Regions from separate parts of the Gossypium hirsutum genome. Here region 2 is linked to region 1. The links are chromatin contacts, called in public Hi-C maps. All regions are on one chromosome and are shown on one strand. The core of a region is the stretch at or near the end of the contact, and the rest is flanking DNA. Distances in the headings are between cores, read along the strand shown. Region 1 holds the start of LOC107943042 (plastid division protein CDP1, chloroplastic). Region 2 holds the start of LOC107925710 (transcription factor MYBC1).

The links. A called contact is a pair of places that touch in the nucleus more often than the background predicts.
Region 2: a Hi-C map of leaf shows a contact between it and region 1, with 2.0 times the contacts expected there. The contact joins the promoter of LOC107925710 here to the promoter of LOC107943042 in region 1. A contact is called at or near these places in 2 of 34 Hi-C or Micro-C datasets (both in leaf).

Annotation. Positions count from the first base shown.
Region 1 is chrD11:69,247,131-69,249,875 of Gossypium_hirsutum_v2.1, forward strand. It overlaps LOC107943042 (plastid division protein CDP1, chloroplastic), which reads right to left and starts at 1,379. Exons shown (of 12, transcript XM_041105067.1): 1 at 747-1,379; 2 at 528-665. The coding sequence starts at 1,154.
Region 2 is chrD11:69,414,172-69,417,035 of Gossypium_hirsutum_v2.1, forward strand. It overlaps LOC107925710 (transcription factor MYBC1), which reads right to left and starts at 1,366. Exons shown (of 3, transcript XM_041105083.1): 1 at 1,219-1,366; 2 at 245-1,117; 3 at 1-40. The coding sequence starts at 1,001.

The sequences.
Region 1 (2,745 bases), core at 129-2,628:
TCCAAAAGCAAATAAATAAATATGTAAATTTAGATGATATGATTTTTGAATAATAATAAGTTAAAATTTTAACTTTATTAATAACAAAATGTACAATTTTAACTTGATATGCAACAATTACATTTGACTATCTGTTATACTTGTACATTTTTAGCCATTCACTAATGTTTTATGAAAGCCAATTAGCCTATTTAAAATTTTCTTAAACATAACGAGCAAATATGAAATCCCAGGTCTCATTAGCTTATTACCTTTTGCAATGCTTCCTCAAAATTTTAAAGCAAAAGCACAAAATAGAATGTGAAGTCACACTTGTTTTATAAGGACCAAATGACTAAAATATAACACCAATTCAAACATAGTGGTAACCATGAACACTGTTTTCTTAAATTTAATAACTTCTAGCACTTACTTTTACATTCAAATGCAAATCGAACATTATTTCTCTAAATGTTCAACAATATCACCCAAATACTCTAATTAACAATATCACCTAATTATAATAACTACAAATTAGAGAATTGCACCTCTTGAAGAAGGCAAACAGCAGCAGGCAACCAACGCCATGGAATTTGAAGAGATGATTTCGGCGGAATCTTCTCCTTCACATTTCCAGCGTACTCCGTTTCGAAAAGTAGCTTATCCCTCACATCCATCAGAATCTCCTACAATAAAGAGTGAAACGACACTGAAACAATAAAAAATATTTAAAAATACAAAAAAAACGATTTCTTCGATAGTTTTACCTGACGAGAAACGACAACGTCACTAGTATAACCATCATCAACCTCACTGCCCTTCAAATTCATCACCGACTTCACAATCTCATCTTTCTCAGCTTGACTCGAAACGCCGATCAGCTGGTAACAACTAACCGGTATGTCAACGACCGCGTTTCCAACGACGGAGGAAGAAGGAGAAGACGAAACAGGCGCCGCGTTGTTGTTGTTCTCCACAATGCCGACGCCACGAGTGTCGATAGCACCGGACTGAAATCGGCTTCTCACGGTCGGAAAACGGTAGCCGTTTGATTTGATTAGGGTTTCAAAACCTGAAACCTCACAGTAACTAGAGCTACGAATGAAGAAACAACAACAAGAAGACGAAGAAGAAGGAGGAACAATAGGAGCCAACGTCAAATTACTCAGTGCCATTTCCCACTCCAAAAAAAAATTGAAAAAAAATTGGAAAAAAAATTAGAAAAAAATGGAAGCTTATTTGTTTACATGAATGAAATTTAACGGAATTATTTGAGTGAATTGCTGTTATTTCGTGTTTATGGATTTAGATTGCGTTTGTTTAGCTCAATGGAAAAATTGAAAAAAAGAACAAAAATTGATGGGTAAAGCTAAAAAGTGCTAATGCCGTCGGTCCGGATAGCGGTCCGATCTTTTTTAAAGGTTAATATTCCTTCGGTTTGGTTAATTTATTATTTTAGAAAATGTTTTATAATTAAATTTAGGGATAAATTACACTCAAAGTCACTAAACTATTAATAATTTTATATTTTGATCACTCAACTTCAAAAAGTTATAAACTTGTCACTAAACTATTCGAAAGTTTTCAATTAAATCACTCAATTGTTAAGATCTTTATTTTATGACCCTCTCTTTATTCTCATCCCCTCTCCAAAGCTCTCCTTCCCCTTCCCTTTTATAGTTTTTTTTACATAAAATAATTTTAAACATCGTAAATTTGTAAATCAAAATTCAAACATCTTTAGCCTTTAAATTTCAACACTTAATACGCTAATAACATAAAACGAAAACATTCGTACAGGTTTTTTTTTTAATTTACTAAAAATATACGAAATGGTTCTACCAAATATATATATATATGAAATATATGAAATGGCAAAATAGTAAATAATGAATATCATATTTAAAAATAAAAAATATATAGACAGACGATCTTGGTTTAGCAAATTTCTATATAAATAGAGTTAAATGAGTTTAGTTTAATTATTTATAAATATTAAATAAAAATAAATTTAAAAATAATATAAATGAATTTATATGGGATTAAGTTAATTATTTTTAAATACGGTAGTTGGATCAAATAATTATATATAGATTTTATGTTATATATGAACCTGACTAAACTCAGTGTGTATGAATATCTCTAATTGATCCTAGATAGTAGAGAGAATATGTCTTTATGAAATGTAGTACTTGCATATAGACTTGTCCAGTAGGCTTGGTTCGACTTAAGATGGTTTTGGACAAGGAAATTTGTGTATCGAGTCAACTAGATCTAGCCTGAATTTAATTTATATAATAAAAATATTTTTTTATTTTCAAGAAGACTGAGAGATTTGAATCTGCAACATTTTAGCCACACACATCCATTGATCTTCACCAAAAACCATGTTGGAGGCAAAGAGATTGATTAGTCTGTGAGAAACCATTGTTCAGTCCAACCTAATCCCCCTACTCAATAAGTCGAATGTCTATGATTTTTGTGATGAATCTTGCAACGGGTTTGTTTACCATTGTTTTTCATGCGAGTTCGACCTTGACGTCTCATGCACTTTCTGCCCTATCGAGTGACCTTGGGATTTCCTAGAGCTCAAGCAGTTCAGCCACCGATATTAGTCGGTTTTCGTTGGAAATCATGACGAAAATGTTTGTTGCTTCGAATACAAGGAAGTGATATATGGTCTTGGATACAATTGCTCTCGGTGTGAATTCTTCTTTCAAATGAAATGTTCGATGTTATCCCTAAGATTAATCACCTCTACCACCG
Region 2 (2,864 bases), core at 116-2,615, 170 kb after region 1:
AACATGAGCTGATTTCCCAAATATCCATGCATCAAAGACCCTATATATGATGAAAAACATAAACAAAAGGACTAATCACATAAAAGACGAAAAGTTTCAATGACACTCAATAATTAGTTTTTTTTTTTTTTGAATCAGTCATCCCTTGGTGGAAATAAAGTTAATACCTTCATTCCACCATTGCCATTGGCAGATTCCAAATCTTCAACATAATTATTTGGTACTTGATTGTGTGAGGGTGTACCTCCCATTCTACGGATTGATGGTGGTGGTTGCTTGGCTAAGAAGGGATGCTCCAATTGACCATTTGGTGATGACCCAAAATGCCCTATCTGCTTTTGATACTGAGTTAGCAAATGTGGATGCCCGACTGCGGCCGCCGCCGCTAGCTGGTGTTGCTGTTGTTGGTAATGGTGTTGTAGTCCTGGAACTGATACAAATGGGGCGAAAGGCTCTGAGCTACCTTTACTAGGATGAAGGAAGTGAGGAGGAACGGGTGAACTGGCAAACAAATGGTCAGTCGCCGGATCAGACGCAGCACCGCCGTTTGCACCGCCACCGCCGGACCCTTGCATTCTCTTCAAATAGAGGCGATATTTCTGTAAATGACTAGCGACGTTCTCTCTGGTCAACCCATCAACACTCATCAACTGCATTATGGTCTTTGGGACGGCGTTTTTGATCCCTAAATGAGCCACGGCGTCAACGAATCGCTTGTGGAGCTGCGGGGTCCAGACGAGCCGAGGCCGTTTGAGTGTTCGCGCCGGCTCGTCACCGCCCGCTCCGGATCCCAAGTCCCCGGAATCACCGGCGAATTCAGCCGGGGGAGGCGGCGGCGGCGGCGGGTGTTTCCGTTGACGGTGGTTTGGATTCGAGATGTCGAAAGCAAGGGCAAGGTGAGGGGTAATTAGGGTTTGTGAAAGAGGCATAAGCTCCTCCGGCGACGGCAGCTCTTCTTCCCATTTTCCAAACAAATTGGAGGAATCCTCAATTTCTCTCATAATTATTACTTATATTATTCACAAATTAAACAGTAGCAATAACAATTAATTCCAATTAAAAAAACAACAAATCGAAACCCTAAATTTTGGGGGGAGGGGGAACTGAATCTGCTCCACTGTAACAATCAAAATATTATGGAATTAATAAAAAAAACACGATTAACATGATTAATCAAATCAATTATTGAAGAAAAACAGGGCAATTAATAGAACTTACAGAGTGCAGATGAAAATCCAAAGAGAAAGGTGGATCTTGGTTTTTTTTTTCCTTTCTTTCTTAAAGCTTTTTAGTTGTTTATGTGTGTATGTATGCACATGTCCACCATTGCTATTGCCATTGAGGAAAAAAGGTTAAATTCTGGTTTTAGTCCATTTACTATGCTTGATTTTGAGATATAGTCATCGTAGTTTAATATGGTATAAACTTGTTTTTTGAAGTTACAAATAAAACTGTAGTTGCAAGTATAAATAATACATATTCAAATAATTATGACCGGGTTGACAAACCGAAATAATATCGAAATAAGGCACACATATAGCAGGACTCAAATCTTAGACATTAAAGGTTTTCAGAGAATTTTTTCAGAGTTAAAGTCAAGAATTTGGTATTAGAGGGGCTAAAATAAAATTTTAAAAGCTTGGGGAGGTAAAAGTAAAGAAATTGTTAAAAAAAAGACTTAAATTGAATACTTTAAATTAAAAGAACCTAAAATTATATCACTAATTACGCTCATGAGGTTTTTATTAAAAAAACTTCGATTTTTAACCCGTCGTTTAAAAATTTTCAAGTTAATATTTTAACAAAATTAATTATTTAATAAAATAAAATCAAGGCTTAACATCTTCTTTGACCCTTGTACTATAACTAGATTATTACTTTGGTACTTGAATATTCTTTTATCAGTTTAGTCCTTTTACTTTATTTTTGTTTCAATTTGGTCCCTTTACTTTCCTTCTATATAGCTTGTTATCCCAAACCAAATTTCAATTAAAAAAAATTAAACCAATCAATGACACGGTACCCATACCACGTGCTAATAAAAAGTAAAAATAAAAATCACTTAAAAATTAAAAAAAATAGAAAAAAAATCCCAAAAAATATTAAAACTTAGAATTATTAAAAAAACTAAAAAAATCACAATCTAATTTTGAAATTATAAATAAATATTTTTTAATTATAAATATGCGAAACTGCAAAAAAAAAATCATTTGCTTGGAATTTTAGGTTCTTTGATTTTTTTTTAGAATTTTATGGTTTTTATGAAAATTTTAAGTTATGCACATTTATAATTTTCAAAAATAGATCATAATTTTTTTTAGTTTTTATTTTTATAATTTTATGAGTTTAAAGATTTTATTGGATTTTTTTGAATTTTTAATGACTTTTAGTTTTGTTATATTTTTAAAAAAATTTAAGTGAAATTTTTATTGTTTTCTTGACACATGGCAGCGTGTCATTGATGTTTTGAATTTTTTTTAAACAGGATTGTAGAATGAAAATATAGGGGCCAAACTAATAAAAAAAAGTACAATAGTCAAATTGATAATAATAAAAAATACAAGTATCAAAGTGATAATTTAGCTATAGTACAATAGCCTAAGATTAAATTATGCTAAATATTTAATTTTAAAAATTTTAATTTAAATAAAGTACAAGGACCAAATCATAATTTAACCTAAAATTTGTCTTTGTTGACAATAAATAAGTTGCAACGAATCACAGCTTACACATAAATTAAAAAAGTTTAATCACAATCATATTATTAGTTCTAATTTAATTCAGTCAGCCAACCTGTTTTGACTTAGATGGATAATGAATGGGATCTTGATCTTTTTAATTATTATTTTATTTTTTGTTCATTA